Regions from separate parts of the Gasterosteus aculeatus genome. Here region 1 is linked to region 2. A link is a contact called in public Hi-C data. All regions are on one chromosome and are shown on one strand. Each heading gives the region's core, a stretch centred on a gene start, on an enhancer-like site or on the middle of the called end of the contact. The rest is flanking DNA. Distances are from core to core; before and after follow the strand shown.

The links. A called contact is a pair of places that touch in the nucleus more often than the background predicts.
Region 1: a Hi-C map of tail fin shows a contact between it and region 2, with 1.7 times the contacts expected there. The contact joins the enhancer-like site here to the promoter of LOC120823868 in region 2. A contact is called at or near these places in 2 of 6 Hi-C or Micro-C datasets (skeletal muscle and tail fin).

Annotation. Positions count from the first base shown.
Region 1 is chr8:6,481,264-6,485,627 of fGasAcu3.hap1.1, reverse strand. All of the region lies in intron 7 of gmds (GDP-mannose 4,6-dehydratase), which reads left to right. Among protein-coding and RNA genes, the nearest start is that of LOC120823868, 46 kb to the right of the region's middle. Within about 2 kb of position 3,002, at least 5 of the 9 cell types and tissues checked have open chromatin away from gene starts, as enhancers often do.
Region 2 is chr8:6,435,713-6,440,695 of fGasAcu3.hap1.1, reverse strand. It overlaps LOC120823868 (forkhead box C1-A), which reads right to left and starts at 3,643. Exons shown (of 2, transcript XM_040184299.2): 1 at 3,539-3,643; 2 at 1-1,867. The coding sequence starts at 1,525. The coding sequence ends at 110.

The DNA.
Region 1 (4,364 bases), core at 1,753-4,252, 46 kb before region 2:
GCCCTCGTTGTTTTTCTGATTTCTGTATCGGAGCCGCAACGTTTCAATGACGCCACGGGAGCCGCTGGGAGCACCAGCGTACGGCAGCTGATCACAGATAGCTGGTTTGAGAATAAACTCCCACAGGAAGCGTGTGTGTGTACCTGTGTGTTTGAGGAAATGGCGAGTGCATGCCGTGGCTCCTGCTGCGCTGGGCAGATAACGTTAATGAGTCAATAGTCACCCAAAAGGGAGATAAGGAGGCTGGAGGATGGAACGGGATTTTATCTGCTTCTAAAATATTATGTTGTGCTCACCTCATGTTTTGTGAAAATGATGAATGCGCAGTTTCCCAGCTGTCCCCATCTCACAGCCCCACTGTCCCCCTCTCGCTGTGACCCTGTACCGTATCAGTGTTGTCCCAGCGTGTGGGGACAAGGCAAGCCGCTCGTCAGACGCCGTTGATTTTGGACGATCCTGGTCAAATAGGTTGTTTTTGAACCTTCTCTGCCCTTTAGTGTTTTCCTTTAATGACGGCATAGTGGGGGTCATACGGCGTGATTGAGTGGGGGCAGCTGAAGCTCGAGCTAATGTCGGAGAGGGATTATTATCGTGGTAAAATGTAGTCTCCTTTCATTGCTGGTTTACTACTAAAAATAAACTGGTTTTCCAGTCTTGCTGCGTAATAGTAAAAAATGAATATTGGAGACTTATATACATCATTGCATTACATAAAACATTCACAAGACCTAAAAATGCAACAGACTTTGCAGGCAGACTTTTAGACTTTGGCTCAGACAGACAAAGTAACCTGGGCAGGGTATCGCAGTGGGAAACTCATTATTCCCATCAAAATGTCGACAATAGGATTAAAGTCAGAACAGCGGAAGACAAAGGAGAAAAGGTGATGCACACACGGATGAGATCTGCCCTCCAAACCGCCGGTCGGCTCGAAGCCTCTCCAAGACTTCCTAATCAATCCAACGTGGCCCTCGGACGGCAGCCCGCGGAAGGCCGTCTGAGGGCCGTGCACATCCATAAATACACTAACAGCGTTCTTAAATATGTGACAAAACACAGTTAAAGTTTACAGGCCTGGCGTCTGTGTGCAGCCGGCTTTCACCAGGGAGGAGTCCCTCTCCTCCCACCTGCACCGGGGGCTGTGTTGCAGGAAGGGGAGAGGCTGTAGTTCCACCAGAGAGTCGAACCGGGCTGCTTTAACTGTTAACGAAAACACACACACACACCTGCTCTTGATTGTCCAATTTGTAAGCCGTGTAGCAGCCGCAGGGGACCGTGGCAACAGTAAACAGGGTGAGAGCATCTCATATGAGATCACTGCGCGCGCGCACACACACACACACTGGAGAGGAATGCAGCCATTGGTCTGAGTGACAGGAGAACTGCAGCGGAGCGTTTATGAGCCTTTACAGTGTAAGCGGAGTCTTCCTCTAGTGCTGAACCTGGTTTCAGCCTGGAGGTCATGTGTCACTGGGTCAGAGTTCAAATCTAACGCATTAAGGAAGTCTGGAAATTCACTTCACGGAGAAAGCACGGACTGACACTTCTGCATTGTGCCCTCACTGTGTTCTCTGCTTCTGGATTCTCACTTATTATTATTTTTATTTTTTACTTCCTTTGAATGAATCTCCGTCTCGTCTCTCTTCCCTTTTATCTCTTTGCTTCCACAAACAAACATCCCTCATCTTTTCATCTGGTCTCTGATTCCTGTTTCCCATAGCGTTATCTGTTTTCAGTTTTCAAGGAAGGCTATAAATATTTCAACTCCCATCATCTGTCTCCTGCTATCAGACTCACTGTTGCAGCCAATCTCATCACAATGTCACTGATAATAAAACTTGCGTAAAATTTTCTTCCTGTGTTGTGTATGGTGTAATCTCCACCTTTCACACAGTGCGGCTCGATTTCAGAGATGGAGCAGACAGGATGGATGCAGAGTTGATCATGCTACCCCAAATACTGCGCTGTGATCAATAAAATACGACCTCCGCACTGACTCTGCCTCAACTGCATCGCGCTGCAGAGAGTTTCCCGCCTCCAGGCGTCCTGTGAGCCTCCGTTCTGCAGGCTGTTTGTGGTGCGCGCCGAGAGAGATTTGATTAAAATCCGGGGTCCAGTAAGTCCAGACGCAGCGTTAATGTCTCTCTCCTCCTGCTGATGTTTGTTTTCCTTCCTGCCTGTTCAAAGAGGGCCAAATAAATAGTGTTTCTCTGGCCCTGCATCACTCATCCCCCCTGCTATTGATACCCCCTCCTGTGTGTGTCCACATGCATGTGGGATTATGCTGCTAAGTAAAGACCAGAGACCATTATAAAATAAAATAAGCCTTTCCTGTCCTCTTTAGCCCCTGTATGCCACCTATTCATAACTATGACATATTGGCATAGCTACTATATTTAACTTAACTTCTAACCCCCCCCCCCTTCATGCCCGCGCCAATGAGAGGGCTCCTTTGAGAAATGTGTTTCTGGTGTTCTCACGGTGTAAAAATGACGCTATCGCCGAGCTCCAAGAGCTCAGCAGCCCGCTCCGCGTAACGTGGCGCTGAGCCCGGGCTGCTGTGTGCGCGCTGGTGCGTTTAGGCGCGCGCACGCGGGAGCAAAGTCTTTCCAGGGCCGCAGTGTCCCTTTTAACGTTAAATAGTGAATGACGGTCTTTATGAGAGCAATTCCCTTCCTCTGGTGAAAACATGGAAAGATTGTTTAATGAGGACTCACTGTTCATGCAGCCGGAGGTCACAGTCCGGTTCAAGCGTGCGTGTGAGTTTGTGGACTTCCCCCGTGCATGCAGTTATGTTTAGATGTACAAACACGCTGATAGTATCAAAGGGACGGGTGCAGGCTAAAATTGATGGTTTGTATTTTAGCCGCAGTTGGGCAAGGGAACTTGTTTTTTTAGCGTGATCAGAATGTTTCCTTGTTGCCAATGCGAGGCACTGGCGTGGTTCAGCGTGTTGTTGTGAACTCAGAGCCTCTGTGTGGGTGTGTGTGTGTGTGTGTGTGTGTGTGAGTCTCAGCCAAAAAAACATCCAGCGACGTTTTCCTCGGCAGCAACGGCAACGTGTTGAGGGAAGCCAAGATGTCTGATGAAAACATGCCGGAATTGAAGACACAAGTCATGGAAAATACAACAAGATGACTCAGTGGCCGCTCGCTCTCCGAGACGTCACAAAGTAATGAAAGAGGTGTTCATGAACAGATTAAATACCGTTTTAACAAAGCCCAGATTTTTTTGTTGCAAAGATCCTTTCTGTTTGTTTCACTGCCCCCCTAAACCTGCTATTGTAATGAAGACCAAAAAAAATCAACTTTCCGTGAAGCAGCTAAATCTACATTTTCAGTTCAGATGCTTGCCGTGGGATTGGATTTATTTAAGGTCACCAAATGAGTTCACCCCCCCAAAAGTCTTATGTGCTGATAGGAATGATGGAAATGCTAAAGGTCCCACCCATAAAGTTTGAAAAGTAATTGCGCGCTTAAGTGTTTCCGTAGCTTGTTGACTTAGAATGGATGGAAATTGAAGTCAACAGAGGAATCCGTACGTCCGCCCGGCTCTGAGGACCCGGCTGGTGAACAGAGCCTTCGTTGTAGCTCTCTGTGCAGATATGATGACACCAGACCACGCTGTGGAAAGCTACAGCTCATAGCTGCCAAGAAACGCTTCCAGCGTTCGACTCGAACCATAAATTCTAATAACGCTGGTTTACAGATTAATCAAACAAGATTGTGTTAATAGTGAGCCTCGCTGAACCCCACTGTCGGCCTGATATTGTGTTTCTATTGGGTCTTCAAACGCTCGCCTGTTCCTTTTTAACTCGTCCTTCCTCCGGACGCGGCCCAGATTTACCGTACTGCGTCAAATCGATTTCTTCAGTCACTACGAGCGTAACGTGTCCAGACAGCTCGAACCACTTCATCCCCCGAGGTCAAAGACCGCCGCGAGGCCCGGCCAGCGGAACAGCGTCAGAAGGGAATTTGACCGCGCGGGGCTGCGGTCATCTCTGCGTCAACCGTGGCTGCTGCTGCAGCAGCAGCAGCACGTCTCTGTGTGAACAGGACGGGACGACATCCGACTGTAAATATAGCCTCGTCTGTCCTCCACTGCCCGTCCAGACAGGCTGTCTGACAAGGAAACACGCTGCAGTCTGTGACTTCTCTTGGTCGAAACGCAACAGCAGAGAGGAGGAGGAGGAGGAGGGTGTGTGTGTGTGTGGGCGAGGGGGGGGCTAATAATTTCAGCCATCTCTAAAAATAGGGGGCTCAGTAACAGGAGGGGGAAAAAAAACGGTTCTGCTAAAAATCACAGCTCCATAGCAGCCATTTGGATGATGAGTGTTCCCTGAGGTGGAGCCTGGGAAAGTTAGC
Region 2 (4,983 bases), core at 2,394-4,893:
AGAAAGTCTCTGAATCTGTTATGTCCATTCCGAGAGGGAACAAACGAGCCAAAGTACAAAACAAAATATAAAACATATATTAGAGTTATTCATTTAAACACTTTGCCTTTCAGAACTTGCTGCAGTCATAAACAAAAGCTCCCGAGGTGCGGTAGATGGACTGGCCGGACGGGAAGGCCATCTGACAGCTATTATTCCCGCTGACCGGGGAGCCGTTCAGCCCGATCCGCTGGGACTCGAACATCTCCCGCACAGAGTGGAAGTTCTGCTGCTGCGCCGGGTAACCCGGGCTCAAATGGCTCAGGTCCCCGTACCAGGACGCGAGCCGTCCCTGGTGCGCGTGGTGGCCGTCCTGGCCCACCTGGCTCAGGTTGTTGTGTCCGAGAGGGGACGCGGTGGTCGTGGTGATGCAATAGTCGGGCAGGGCCTCCTCCACCGTGGTGGAAGGCGCCAGGTGGCCGCCGGAGGACCGCTCCCCCGCGTACAGGCTCATGGCTTGCATGTTGCAGTGATAGGTCGCGTTGGAGTTGGAGATGGCGCTCTGGTTGCAGGTCGTCGAGCTGTATGCGGATGTTTGGTTGGGGGAGTAGTTGAGCGACATGGAAGGGGCGATACCTGTCCGAGACGAGGCGATGAGTGGCGGGGACAGCTCGGCCTGCGGAGACCCCCGCAGGGTGGTCATGATGTTATCCACGCTGAAGCCCTGCGCCGGGACCTGGCCGTGGTGCTGGTGGTGCTCGGGTCCGTCCATGCTGAGTGACCGGGTGGAGGGCACGCTGTGCGGGCTGCCAGTGGACATGCTGCTGCTGCTGTCGGGGCTCTCGGTCTTGGGCACGGCGCTCAGGGCCGGGGAAGCGGCCTGCGGCGGCGTAGACGTCCCGTTCTCCGTCTTTATATCCTGGATCCGCACCGGATGAGAGCCCTGCGCTGAGGGGTCCTGCTCCCGGCCCGGGGTGCGAGACGAGGGGTCCTTGACCTGCCTGTCCCGGTCGTCCTTGTCCTTCTGCACGTCCTTCTTTTTGAACCTCCTCCGACGCCGTAGGAAGCTGCCGTTCTCAAACATGTTGTAGGAGTCCGGGTCAAGAGTCCAGTAGCTGCCCTTGCCGGGCTTCTTATCGTCCCGGGGCACTTTCACGAAGCACTCGTTGAGAGACAGATTGTGCCGGATGCTGTTCTGCCAGCCCTGCTTGTTGTCCCGGTAGAACGGGAATCGCTCCATGATAAACTGATAAATCCCATTCAGGGTGATCTTTTTCTCCGCTGAATTCTGGATTGCCATGGTGATGAGAGCGATGTAGCTGTAGGGAGGTTTCACCATGTCCTTTGCCTGGTGCTGGGGGTTGTACGGTCCGTACGCCCGTGCCATGCTGGCCGGGTACTGATCGTGGGCCGAGTGGGAGTACATGCTCATGGGTGCAGGCATCCCGGTGTATCCACCGCCGGCCCGGTAGTAGCTCTGGTCGCTGCTGATGTACGGTACAACTCCCAGAGAGTTGGGGCTGGAGACGGAGTAGCGCGCCTGCATCCTGCGCTATGCGTAAAACCTCCCCAAAAAGCGTCCCCTCCAGAAACCCTCGTAAGTTCGTCGCGTGCTCCCAATCTGTTTCTGGTTTCTCTTCTTCCTGTATCGTCTAGAAGTTCCTTTTTTTTAAGCCACAACTCACCACGGCGAAGCGGACAGAGCGAACGCTGCCGCCGAGGACATTTGGGAAAGCGAGAAGCCTAAAAGTAAGACTGGAGGCGCATGAGTCCACACGGCTAGGAACCGTGTTTTTTCTACTCGTTAAATTTTTCCTCCCTTTTGGCTGCTCTACGCTGCTCCTCCCCGAAAGCGTGCTCCATCATCCAATTGGAGGACGAAATGAACCTGTGGAAAAGCGGTATGGGCGACAAAAGTTACTACACCCTTCCTCCTCCTCCTCCGCCCCCTCCCTCCTTCATCCCGCTCTACTCATAACTTCATGGAGTTGTTAAATGCTGTTAAGGGTGTGCCTTACAGAGAAACCCCCCTTAATTACTCAATTTGTTTTTTTGTATTAATATATCGTATATTAGTCATACAATTAATCGCATTAGTCTGTTTTGGAAACCAGAATAATGAGCTATTGTGAGGATACGAGCTTTAAAACTTTCTTCTTACTATAGCAAAACTCATGCGTAAAATGGGAGATGAAAAGCTCCCAAGACTGACCTAAACAGACACCCACAAGTATCTCTGTTAAATCTGTCTCAGGCATGTAGGCCCTATTTTAGGCCCTTTTTCTAAATGAAACGGTTAGAGGCCGTTTTCGATACCTCAGCCGGTAATTAGACCAAACGCGTCGGCGATTACTATCGCCAAATGAGCCAAGGCTCATCGGACTGCAGTCTGTGAGGGACTCGCATCAGCTGCTGCGGAGCCTCTGTGCAAACAGACCGACATGAAAGAGGGAGGCTGCCTCCCGACAGCGCCGGTGGGAGGTGTGGGGGGGGGGGGGGGGGGGGGGGGGGGGGGTTGAAACTAATTAAAGGTTAAATGAAGATCATTTGGTCGAGATGGGTGAGAAAAGGGCCCCTGGGTGCGAGCGGCTGCTGAGACAGAGGTGGGATTTTTTTTTTCTCGAGATGAAGACCTTCCAAATGTCATTCACAACAAACAAACACCCCCCCCCCCCCCCCCCCCCCTCAATGCCCTCCCCACACACCAAGTGGCTTCCAGAAAACGATGTTCCGTTATGTGGAAAACCTAAAGACAACACCAATGTTTTCCCAGCCTGATGGAAACGATCGTTTAACAACATTACGAAGATGGAGGCGATTAAGGGATCGGCTATTGTGTCTGTAAAAATAAAGAGAATCTACATTAATATTCTATAATGTATATGTTAATAGTTTAATATCAAAAACTCATAAAATGTCTGCGAAAACCTCTAATTAAAGGTTTGTGTTTAAATTGTTTAATTTATGTATTTATTTGCTAGAATCTTTGTTGCTTTTGTTGTAGAAATTTTTGTTGAAAAATACCGGTTTTGATTGATTGTATGAAATTATTGAAAAATTATGAATCAGAACTATTTTAATATGTGGGTTTTATTTGCACCTTTTATGTAAATTAAGCCAAGGTTGTTCTGTTTATTCGTGCACAGCAACACCAACCTATAATATGGTTTACGCTTACATTTTAAATGATTTAATTTGAGGTATTCAACAAAATGTAAATACGTTTAGCCAATTTCCCTGCACATTCTTTAAATTCTGCCAATATATTTTAAACGAAAATATTTTCTTAATCTATTTATCTACAGAAGGAATTCTGGTAAAGCTGTAAAATAACATAATGCGGCAGAAAAAAAACACGCCGTCCACGAGAGCCAGTTCAAGTAATAATAATAAAACACAATAAAAGAGATACAAGTTATCTTTTTCATCTCATCTTTATCCTTTGCCAGACGAATTAATCGAACTCTTTCAGAAGTGATATTAATTCAAGCGGAGGGAAAACAAACAAACAGCAAACTGATGAGCCCTTGATGATCCGCGAGAAGCCGCCGTTTCTCACCTGAGTCCTGAGTGTTCCCGGGGTCTCTTTCTTCTGGGATTTGCATGTGTTGTCCGGTCAGAGGCAGCGCGCACCGTCCCTGTGAGGCCCGCCGCTGGGTCCGACTGACCAGTGGGCCCTGCCGTCGACCCTATGTGTGTGTGTAAAGAGGGAACCCTGGCCTGCAGGGAACTCAACCAGCAACCCGCAGCCGAGTGTGTGATACCCAGCCGTGGCTGCATGTCCTTTATTAATACGTCTTAGCATTTGTCACACCTGAACTCCGTTCATGCTATTTCCCCCCTGAAATAATAGCTCGCACCAACTACAAATAGCAAATAGAAATCGAGAAATCATCATATGTAAATATCATTTGAAGAATTACGTTGATTTTATTGATATTAAATCAACGGTGAAGAGAAAGTAACTTGATTTGTACCATAGCCATATAGCCTTTGACCAAATGCTGCTGTTAAATGTAGGCGTGCGACCCACTCGTGCCCCGCAGTGGTCATTGGGTGGAAGTGCAGGCTGGATGGATCTTGTGAGATCTTTTACTTTTGGCTTTGGCTAAAAGTAAAAGAAGTCTGCTTATAGTGCTGCATCCAAAATGCATAAAGGGTCTTGATATTCAGAACATTTATTTTGTATCAAAAATGACTTGTGTCGTGTGAGCAAAACAAGAACTAGACTGGAGACTTAAATCAAAGCAATATGACAAAGTTTATTTGCAACAAGAGTCTTCTGTCCTGCTGTTTGACGTGCACGGACCAATTTCAGGCAGTTTAACGAGAACATGAAAAAAATGCGCTTAATACAAAATGCGCTCGAATTATATAGTCTCTAAGAGCATTTTTGATTGGTTATTAAGATGGAGGCGGCTCCTGCTTAGAACCCTCGGAGAGCCCCATTGGAGCACAGGGATGTCCATCCATCTAGGCTCTCGGATCAACACGCCTCCCGTTGTTCATGAGTTCTACATATCAGGATGTTTGCAAGATGAGTGCATGATGATTTGCATATGAGCGCTGGGCGCAGTTAGGTAGGGACATGTTATTCTTAGAATGGGGAACAGGTGGTTCCTGTTGAACGGCATTTGATCCAAATAGTGCGTGCATCTTTTTGCAACATGTTACAACAACATGTGACTTGAAATACTTGTTGTTTGTGCAATCAGGCCTTTAAGCGGCCTTCAGCCATTATTACTATGCATTTATAGTTCAAGTGTAATTTCATTCTATAGCGTAAGCGCGCAGGATTATATTTTAATACTCAACACTTGCAATGTAGAGATAGAATGGAGTGTGCTTGCTGAGCAAAAAATAATGTCACCGTGTGTGTGTGTGTGTTTCTTTGCTTGTATAGCCGAGCTGACTGCCTTAATGCATGCTGGTGGATGTAAGCCCCGCTCATGCTCCGCACTGCTCCCTGATCATCGCAGAGGAATAGAGGTCCCGACCCCCAGG